Linked DNA regions of Gasterosteus aculeatus: region 2 is linked to region 1. A link is a contact called in public Hi-C data. All regions are on one chromosome and are shown on one strand. The core of a region is the stretch at or near the end of the contact, and the rest is flanking DNA. Distances in the headings are between cores, read along the strand shown. Region 1 overlaps dync2h1 (dynein cytoplasmic 2 heavy chain 1). Region 2 has its middle 47 kb from the start of pdgfd.

Evidence for each region. A called contact is a pair of places that touch in the nucleus more often than the background predicts.
Region 2: a contact with region 1 is called in a Hi-C map of skeletal muscle, with 2.0 times the contacts expected there. The contact joins two enhancer-like sites. A contact is called at or near these places in 2 of 6 Hi-C or Micro-C datasets (both in skeletal muscle).

The regions. Positions count from the first base shown.
Region 1 is chr1:7,418,247-7,423,653 of fGasAcu3.hap1.1, forward strand. It overlaps dync2h1 (dynein cytoplasmic 2 heavy chain 1), which reads left to right. Exons shown (of 97, transcript XM_078098449.1): 41 at 1-188; 42 at 364-495; 43 at 774-906; 44 at 1,003-1,210; 45 at 1,311-1,440; 46 at 1,707-1,862; 47 at 2,123-2,382; 48 at 3,441-3,687; 49 at 3,831-3,982; 50 at 4,211-4,355; 51 at 4,544-4,646. Among protein-coding and RNA genes, the nearest start is that of dync2h1, 24 kb to the left of the region's middle. Within about 2 kb of position 2,900, at least 1 of the 9 cell types and tissues checked has open chromatin away from gene starts, as enhancers often do.
Region 2 is chr1:7,481,121-7,486,818 of fGasAcu3.hap1.1, forward strand. No RefSeq gene overlaps it. Among protein-coding and RNA genes, the nearest start is that of pdgfd, 47 kb to the right of the region's middle. Within about 2 kb of position 3,846, at least 3 of the 9 cell types and tissues checked have open chromatin away from gene starts, as enhancers often do.

The sequences.
Region 1 (5,407 bases), core at 1,650-4,149:
GTCTGGTGGTGCAGGCATTGAGACTGAATACCATGTCCAAGCTGACATTTGCCGATATCTCCCGGTTTGATGCTCTGGTCAGAGATGTCTTCTCTGGGGTTATTTTCACCGATGTGGAGGACCAGATTCTGATGCATGCACTGGAACAAGTCTTCAAGGAGGCACGGATGGAACTTATACCCAGCCAGGTCTGTCTGTACAAACAACTATACAAATATTATTATCATGATAAATGATGTGACCCGATCCTCTGTCAGCGTTTGGGATCACTCTATGCTGCAAAAAGGATGTAACATTAAAACTGAGACACAGCGGGTGGATAGTTTATTAAGAGGTTGCTATTAATTGAATATTTTTTTCCAGCTGAAGAAGGCATTGGAGCTGAATGAACAGCTGAGACAACGCATGGGCGTAGTCATTGTAGGTCCAAGTGGAGCAGGAAAGTCTACGCTCTGGAGGATGCTTAGAGCTGCACTCAGCAAGACGGGCAAAGTGGTGAGTAGGAGACAAATTCCAACCAGTGCAAGGAGTACTGTGAACACCGCGTTTTATATGAAACCTCAAAATCATTCGAAATGCTGTTATTTATCATTTAGTACGATTTAGGTTTTAACAATATTGAGAATTTTACATCGCACATCTCACTGATTTGCTGATTAACTATTTAGTTATCTCACATTCACACTCAATACAATTATTCCAGACTTCATGGGCCAGTTAAAAACATCTTCCTAAATTGTGTTTTCTCTCTTTTTAATGTTGTATTTTTGTAGGTGAAGCAGTATACAATGAATCCCAAGGCCATGCCCAGACAGCAGTTGCTGGGACATATAGACATGGACACCAGAGAATGGGCTGATGGCGTCCTCACACATAGTGCCAGGAATGTGGTCAGAGAACCACAGGGTAGGAAAGAGACAGCAATCATGTGGATGTACTGATGTTCTGAATGTACAGCATGTCCTTAGAATGTACACCTACATGTGTTTTTGTATCTTCTAGGGGTGAGTTCGTGGATCGTGTGCGACGGTGACATTGACCCAGAATGGATCGAGAGTTTGAACTCTGTGCTCGATGATAACCGGCTGTTAACCATGCCAAGTGGTGAACGCATCCAATTCGGACCCAATGTCAACTTCCTGTTTGAGACTCATGACCTTAGCTGTGCCTCCCCAGCCACCATATCCCGCATGGGAATGATCTTTCTCAGGTCAGTCAGCAGATGCCCTCCGGGTTTCAAGTGCACCAAATTCCAACTAGCTTGTCTTACTGTTTTTTTTCGTCTCCCGTTCCTTCACTCTTAACTTTAGTGACGAGGACATTGATGTGGGTGCCCTGCTTAAATCGTGGTTGAGGGGTCAACCAGCGGAGTGTTGCACTAACCTAGAAAACTGGCTGGGAGACTACTTCCAACGAGCCCTGGACTGGGTCCTCAAACAGGTAAACTATCATAGTTCCTCACACTGGTTTAAAAATCAAACGGTGTCATTATGGTGAATTAAAAAAAAACCTAGATATGAATGACCTTAACATATACTGACCAGTGTTTATCATCATAGATTTAATTCCCCCAAAACACTTTTGCCAGGTTCAAGTTATCATATCCTGTGAAGGAACCATTTGTTTTTTTTAATTCATTCGTTAATTTAATCAAATGTTTTATTCAAAGTTGTATTCCCCCTTCTCTTCTTCTCACTTTTCATCAGAATGACTTTGTGGTGGAGACTAGTCTGGTGGGTACAGTCTTCAACGGTCTCTCCCACCTAAGTGCTGTTACAGAGAGAGGTCAGTTCATCGTTGGTCTCCTTCGAGGTTTGGGAGGAAACCTCAACCTCAAAACAAGACAGGAGTTTGCCAAAGAGGTGAGGACCCCTGAGTTTTTTTTTATGTGGACAGATGGTGGCCTTAGTTTGAGTATTTAAATTGTATCCATGGCTCAAACTTAAATATGTACTTTTTTCACAGTAAGAGTTCTTAGTTATTACTGAAAAGAAATAGCGATGAGTCATCATTCAAGCACTTACACGGGATATGCACCTGGTGCGGAACGTCTGTAATGCCACTACTCGGAAAGATCAGTGCTGATGTGAATGGTTCCCCTTGTATCTGTGTACTTCTGCAGTTGCTGAGCTGGGCAAGGGAAAGCCCACCGGACACCAAGAAACCACTAGATACCTACTATGACTCTGAGAGCGGCCATCTAGCAGCCTACGCGTTCCACCGTCCCGAGGGTCTCTCGCTGGAGCAGCTCTCTCATACGCGCACACTACCGGTTATTGAGACTCCAGACATGCAAAGAGGTCTGCACTGCTTCTCCCCGTGGCTCACAGCTCCGCACAGGCAGCCCTTCATGGTGGTGGGGCCGGAGGGCTGCGGAAAGGGGTAATTACAAACAAGTGCAGAGCACAAACCTCAGTATGCAGTAGTCACACGGAGGAGGCACACACACACATGCAATATTTTGTACGGTGTATGGAGACAATATGTACTGAATATGTATTTATGTCATGTTTGTATGTGATGTAGTGTTCGCACATCTCACTGATTTGCGGATTAACTATTTAGTAATCTCACATTCACTCATTTAAAAGCACGATTGTTTCATATCATTTACGGGGTGTCAGTCGCTTTAAATATTTTAAACAGACAATATTCCAGTCAAATCTACTGTGTCTAATGTGTCTGTGTATAGAAAAAGGGTCAGTGAGGTCACAACAGAAGGATTATAAATAATGAGTCAGATGCTCTCAAATGGTTACACTCAACAATGATCCAAGCAACACTGATATCAAAGCCGCATGAAATTCAAGACCTTTCGTGCAAAGGCACTGACGAGTCAGAATCTGCGTAGTTCATGTTTGTGTGGTATATGTGCACTGGCGGGTGTGTCTACACATAGAGTCGTTGCCTCAGAAGTAACCGCTTCCCTCCCCAGGGGTTTGAGGAACAAGGCTCACTGAGTTTGCCTTTTACACTCACTGCAGTAGAAACTCCCTCAATGCCTCTTTTGGTCTCTTGTCTTGCCTCACTCTCGTCTGAAAGGTCACTGAGGCAATGAGGAGTTCTTCAGGCTTATCAGAAGACAAAAGAACATATAATCATTTTACAAACATGGAAAGAGCAAACCCGCATATGATTTACTTCCCAATTATTTTCTCTTTCTGTGTGCACCCACCAAATGTCTCCCTTTGCCTTCGGGTCTGTTCTGACAAACATTGTTCTCGAGATCCCAGGCGACCTTCGTGTCAAATGCAGCACCAACACTCATTTCTTCCTCTCATAATACCCTGTAGTCCTGGAACTATCCTCAGCATATATGACACGTACAAGAGGCACAGCAATTACCAATTTGGCTGCCGTTGTTAGAACGTGTATGGCCACATCTTCTTAAATGATGCATTTCTTGACCTTTTTTTTGTAATTCATTATTTTCTGTCTAGGATGCTCCTGCGTTACGCCTTCTCTCGGCTGCGATCCACCCAAGTTGCCGTAGTTCACTGCAGTGCTCAGACGTCATCTCGCCACGTGTTGCAGAAGCTTGGTCAGACCTGTCTGTTGCTCAGCTCAAACACCGGTCGAGTTTTTCGGCCCAAAGACTGCGAGAATCTGGTGCTCTACCTAAAAGACATCAACCTGCCCAAACCTGACAAATGGGGGACAAGCAACCTCACCTCCTTCCTGCAACAGGTAAAGGGACACATGAATGAAAACACAAATAGACAATTTAGTGAGCAATGTAGTGACTGAAGAATGGATGATACTCTCTGATATGTCTGATCTCTCTCTCTCTCTCTCTCTCTCTCTCTCTTTCTCCCCGTCTCTTTCCCAAGGTTTTGACATATAAGGGATTCTATGATGAGAATCTGGAGTGGGTGAGTCTTGAGAACATCCAGGTGGTGGCATCCATGTCCACAGGAGGTGCCGTAGGGAGCCATTCACTCACCTCTCGCTTCACCTCTATAGTACGTGTCTGCACTATAGAGTAAGTATGGTACAAGTGTAGGTTAAATATTACTTAATACATTACCGTGCAGCCTGCAATTACATCGTGGATTTTGCTAACCTGTCCTTTAAAAAATGCTTTTCAAAATGCTCATGTTTCCCTCATATCTCCATTTCCCGACCTGTCTAGCTCTAACCCAGACATTGACTCCCTCTCTTTTTATTCCCCATCCTTCATCTTTCTCTGCCTCTTTGCCTCTGCATTTAGCTATCCAGACAAGGAGCAGCTGCAGACTATCTACTCAGCATACCTGCAGCCAGTTCTCCAGCATAGCCTGGGCACCCAGGCGTCCTGGGCCAGCACAGGGAAAACACACCAGCTGGCTGGGTCTCTTGTGCAGCTCTATGAACAGGTATTGACGTGGGCACGATGTCAGTTCATTTTATTTTTAGCAACATATATATTGAAAGTGTGAACATGACATGAGTCACACGTGTGCCATCCATAGTTTATTAACTTCAAAGCAGCCATATGGGACGTCATTCAGTCAATTTGATCATTCAAATATGTTGTATGATCATCTATTTATATCTATTTCAGATGAAAGCCAAGTTCACAGTGGATGACCACAGCCACTACTTGTTTACCCCCTGTATCCTCACAGAATGGGTCCTTAGCCTGTTGCGGTATGACCTCACTGCAGGTAAATACACATACATATACACATTAATAGGTGAGTCAGAGCGCTTTTTGACAGGAATGATATACATGTCATAACTAGGGACACTCAAACCTTCTTAGCTAGGGAACAAGTCCAATGGGACCAATATCCGTAAAGATATCCCTTTGCCACGTGGGAACTTTAAAGAATCAGACCTACGGCCTGTTAGGAACTTTCACTTAACTTTAAAGAGCCATCAATGTATGAAAACAAAAATTGAAAGTTCAAATGACCCACTGGTTATCTAAAAATATCCTTTGAGTCCTCACATACAATCATTTGGCTGCCGCCGAGGAACTTCAAGCCCAGGAACTTCCCAACTGTCAGTTTTGATGCCAGAAACAAATGAGAGCACCATATGGCTTTGTTTCTTGTCAATGTTCTTTTAGTTTAGAGCCGCTGTCTCCAACTCTCACCTTTTTCTTCATTAGATCTCTCCTCTCTTTACTCACTTCTTCTCTGTCACTTGTCTCTCTCACCCTCTTTTATCATCCTCTCCCTTTGCTGTCCTTTCATCTATCTCTCTGTGACTCTTCCTCTCCTTGTGCAATATGTACCTGCTGTGCTAGCGAGACCAAGCATTAGTTATGATGATTAAAACATGTCTCAATACAAACGTTTTCCAGTGCTCATTATTTTTTAACCCACTCTTCTTCTTTCCTGTTTTCCCCTCTTGCTGCTGACCTTCCTTTTGGTATGTGAAAAGCCCTCGCCTCATTTATATTCTCTGACTGTGTTGTTGT
Region 2 (5,698 bases), core at 2,596-5,095, 64 kb after region 1:
AAAAAAGACTTTCTGCACCTTCTGTACGTTGTAAATATTTCACATTTTGTATTTCCGCAAATACTATCTTTTGCAACCTTTTAAATAGTCTTTAAAAAATAATTGTTTAATTGTACTTCTCTTGAACTCCAACTGTTTTGTTTTGCTGCCTCTTCCTTGTTATTTTTTTTATCAAATATTTAATTATTTTAGGTCCTATTTTACCCTTTTCTGTTCTCTTTGTATTTGTAAAAATACACAATCTGCTTAAAAGTCCCCATTTAAAAAAACAAACAATAAAAGAAATGACATTTCATCTTCTCAACATAACATACGCAATTATTCAATATACATCTGATGACTTTAAATGGACAAGCTGCTTCCTAATGATTCCTCACATTGGTTTATTGTTGCAGTTATGCTGATGAAGAGGACAGGAGTCATCGGGATCATTATCCTGAATGTCATCAGGACAATAAATACATTATTTGGGAGACTTTGCTTCGCCTAAGCAATTACAGTGAGAAACTAAAAGAGACAGGATGGAGAAATATAGTGTTGTAGTGATTCCGGTTTGGCCGCGGCGATGCTGTGCGCTCGCCGTCTAATATTGAAGTATGTTCCATATTAGAAAGCTGACAGCAGATAACTGACCAGCTGCACTAACTCCTCCCCTCGGCCGTCACAGCCAATGGAGCGGCGTAGATTAATGACCCCTCAGACCTTCGGCCAATCACAAAACTCGGCCTCTCATCTCCTGCAAGGGATGCCCTTGAGCAAACTCGTACACACACACACACACACGCACACACCGGGTCTGCACGCACACAAACACACTCGACACTCACAAACGCGCGCAGATGCACACTCGCCTCTTAATTCAGCCTCCTCTGAGGGCAGCGGGCCTCTCAGTGCTGATGTTTATGGTTCTCTGAACTTGCAAATCACTGCGGTTACGGCTGGGCAAATTTATGACCATGGCCCCGTCTACTGGCCCTTCAGACAAACCATGGATCCCACACACACACTCACACACATAAGGGCAGGAAGGATTATACACATGCTCAGGCTCATATTGGTAGTGTTCTGTGGCTCACCATTGGGGTCTCCAAAAAAAACAGTAGTAAGTAAGTACATTTATAAATGGATGAATAAATATGCAGCTTTTTTTGTGTTAATGAAGGACGCAGGACGTCTCGTCTCTGAGCTTTCGTTGCGTGGCCTCTGAAGGGCCGTACAGGCTTTTAGACTCTGCAGTGGCTTTGGTTGGTGGTGGAGTTTTGGACTGTTGGATATCGGGAGGTAAACGTGTGTCTGTGTTTGTCACAATGCATACAGCATCGTCACAGTGGATCTACCCCAGAAAAACTGCATTTTCCTCAGTTTTATCATTTATTTTTCTTCCTCTCCTGAATCCACTTTGCTTTTCGATGACTCATCGTGACCTTGGCTGCATATACGTGGGAGGAGAAGCACAGTCGGGAAAGTGTCGGTAACAATCACGCAGTGAATGGCTGCCGATTCAAGCCACATGTGGTCCGACGCCAGCCAACTCTCACCTAAAATCTAAAATCTCGGGAGAAAAATAAGAAAAATCCTCTATTTGACTCCCTAATTTCACTGTGTATTGCTGTTATCCCACATAGCAGCATCCATATACAGCATAATACACAGATGTTGTTTTCTTTATGAGTCTAAGGAAATGTTTGGTGGATTGTGCTGCTTCCAAGATTCGCTAAAAGTTGGGATGCGTTAGTACCTCACATGATACAGTCAGTTACCTCTCTGTTGTGACAACGTCTTGGGAACATTACGTCTGAACAAAAGCAAAATAAATCGTTTGATTGGCTATGATTAAAGATAAGACCTCTCTTAATTGCACCGTGTTTTCATCTGCCCTAAAACTCAACTCTGCACATCATGAAAACCGTGGAGGATTTGAACAGCATCACAGCTTGCATTATCTTTGCCATGAGGATCGTGTGTTTGGCCTCGTATGTGCGCGTCTGTCCACTGCTTGCTGCATGCAAGTTCACACGTCATTGTTCTGAATTGATGTTTGTGGATCTGTGGGCCTACTCGTATCCAGTTTTCTCTGAATATGCTTCCGATGGGTTTTAGTCCGAGATGGGAGCGATTGTTATCTTTGTCTTTCGTCTATAACGTCAGCATTGCATCAGCGGTGATATCCAGACTCGTCTCCGAGTAACTCTTCTCAATCGCCTGACTTGAGGAACACAAAACTGATGTACGTGCCTAGAAAATCTTTGAGGTTTGGCAAATATTTCATGGGGAAAATTCTTTGAAGCGTCAAACTTGTATAAATCTAATTCACTGTATTTTACTGTGAAAGGAAAAATAACACACTATTTCAGACCAGCTCTCATAAGACTCCTGGTGTCAATCCAACAGAGTGTCTCCGGTATTTTTGAATGCCTATTAGTCCGTTTGCCTCTCTGCTCATTTGTTTGTGCGTAATTCTGCTAAGCGCTGCAGCCAGGGCCGGATTAGTACCGCGTTTCTGTCACTAACACGTTTCATTAGTAAAGATGAAGTCATCCAAGCAGACAGACCGAGGCAGTCTGCACAAATTGCGCGTGCGGAGGAGTGTGAGTGTAGACGATGAGGTGAATGTATCTCCAGCATCTAAATACTAACCAGACTTGACAATTACAATAAGCATTTCTACACACTATTATTTTTCTGTATAGGTTCGGTCCATGTGTCATTACCGGTTTATCCACGGAAGGAAATGTTGGCAAAATGAATTCATGAATGAATTCAGAAGCAAAGCCCACAGAAATGCAGCTCAGAGTTTGGGCCCAGAAGCCAGGACAACGAAAGGGAAATGTAGAGAAAGGTATGGAGGGAGGGAGGCGTATGTCTAGATGGAGAAAAGGAGAGAAGAAAATTCATTCATTTGAGAAAACACCAGCAGAGACGATAAATAAATCCTTCCCCAATAGATGGAAAATGGGGAGAATATTAACAATTTAGAAAAGAGAGACGACGATGATGGACCCGCAGAGCGAAAGGAGGGCTTCTTCAAGAGATGAGTGCGAGGTTGACTCATCTTCATCCAACACCATGTCCCTCATTCTGTTGGAGACAGATACACACTTGGAGTACACAGCGCCGAACACGACGGCGTCTGACTGCTTTGCTTTTAGAGGCTGTGAAGGGACAGAAATGGTGTTAATAGCTCCAAAATGCTTTTTAACACTCCTCCTGCCCACACAAGTCAGACCCTTGCCTTCTCCATCTTGCTTTCACTGGTCCAATTACAGCATGAGGTCCCTGATGGAAATTTAAGATGATGCAAAGTGGGCACCGCAGAGAAAACCATTCACGTTCATCCCGTTTATCCTGGTGATCTTCAGCTGTTTTAATTATGATCTGTTCTTGTTGTTTCCCCTTTCCCCCCCATAGAGATTGTTGGTGGTTAATGTTAAAGCACATCAACAGACACTGCTCTGATTTCCATTTGAATGCTGATAATACGGTGGACTGCTTGAATGAAAAACCGGCAAAATCTGTGATCCATTCAAAGTTGGAAATACTGTGAGAAACATTGTGTCAATGTGGTCTTGTGTAAAACTATTACACTGATTAAATTGTACTTTTCATAAAGCACGGCAGAGGGACGATGCATCTTGTAACTAAGGGGCATTATACATCAAACACCATATATGTCTTAAAGGGCCGGTGTGAAGCATCTTGGATCTATTGACAGAATGGGTGTATGTTTTTTAGCTATGCATGTTTCTTTAGTGTCGTTTTACCGGCCCGTTTCCACCTCCTCAAGAAAAGCAGGTGGGGTTAGGAAGTTCCGGAAATAATCACACCTGTGCGCTTGGGGGAGGGAAAAACACTCAGCTGACTGGCAGAGAGAGAGAGAGAGAGAGAGATAGCGAGAGGACTGAGGGTGAAACGAAGGAGCCTAAATTGATTATCCAGTTTCTCTACATCTGGTGCCAAAGGAGCGGCCGGAGAAGCAACCCTTCTTGTGAACGTCGAGGCATCGGTGGAGGTTATTGGATTCGTGGAGGAGGCGCCGATAGAAGACGCTTCTGCAGCGCTCCCCTTTGACCGCCATTGACGACTGAGGGCTTCCTCGCTGTTGGTGAACCAGGAAGTCAAGTCCCCCCTGAAACCACTCTCCAGACTTCTCCCCACATATTCATACTTACACACACACACAAACAAACACACACGCGCACACTCTGCTTCTCCTCACATCCAGTTTACATTACACAGACTTGTGACTTAACCCCTTGATGGACGAGCCTCTTTTTTGGCTTCTTCTCCGAAAATGGCACACGCATGATAAAAACTCTAATAATAATAATAATAAGAAAATACTTTATGTGTGTGTGATGAATGTGGGGGACCCCTGTAAGTGCTTTAATGTGTGACAATCTCAGACCTCATTGCAAAAACCATCAATTCTGTGAAAAACAACAAAGGTAAGACATTATTTTTCGCTTCCGTGGCTTGATGGGTTTTGTACTGAAAGTTCGCCATGGTTTGTCTGAGGGAAATTATACTTATATCACTTTAATCAGCGCGCTCTGCTTGTGCTCTATGATCGTTCCAATGTTGTTGTTACATAAATCATCGTAAAAAGTTGTCTGAAATTTCTGGACATTTCTGTTTTATTTTGAAGTGGTTTCGAGCTCATTGTAGGCAGGACTGATGTTGAAAACGAGGTCAACCACGCCCGGCTCTGAGCATGACTAAACCGGCAGTGCTTCGACGTCTACGTCTGCTTGGGAATTTCCATTTTTGGACACATTTGCATAGTATGTTTATCTTACTAATACAACCAGTTTAAGTTGCGTTTGGAGAATTTTATTTGGGCCGGGTTGCCGATGGCCGTCATAATAATCACGAGCAGTGGCGGTAACCAAACGGAACAACAGCGCTGCATACCGGGAGCGATATCAGAAAAACGCCACGAGACGCTCGCCTGTCAGAAGCGGCGGCGCATGCGTGATGACCTGACGTGATTTTTTTCAATGGCAGGCGATCTACCGGCTCTGCGTTGGGGAACGATCGGGTTCCCGGTCTAACGCATGAGCTCACTCACAGAGTGCGACCCCCAGTGGACTTTTAAGGAATAGCAGCTACTTTTACAGAAATGCGATTTATGTCTCTCTGTAATTCTCACAATAGAAAAGTGTTATTCTAACAACCGCTGCACTGGACCCACCCGGCGGGCCGATCAATACATATGCTTAAGTATAAAATCACTCTTTCTATTCCTCTCAACACCTTGTTTCAGCTACATTTTTGAGTTTGTGTTGGTTGCTGCAAACTCACCTCTCGATCCGGCCTATTCCTCCCTGGGCCCTTTCTAAAGGAACATCAATTATGTTCTTTGATATATATTTTATTACTGCTCAAACAACTGAGAATGACCTTCTGGTTTTACGGCGGTTTGACTGATGATTGACTCCCAACACATTTGTCTTGGGTTTTGCAGGTTTTATCTCGACGGTGCCGCAGGGGTTTGCTGAGGTGCGCTGAGAACCACAAGGTTGGTGGTTCCAGCCCCGGCTGCTCCGTGTCCCATGTCGAAGTGTCCTTCAGCAACACACCTAACCCCCTAATTGTTCCCCGGGCAAAAATATAGAAAAAAAGTCATGGGTTAAATTTTTTTATTAATTTATTCATAATATGGTCTGGAAGTTTCTACCAATATCATCAAAAACGGGTC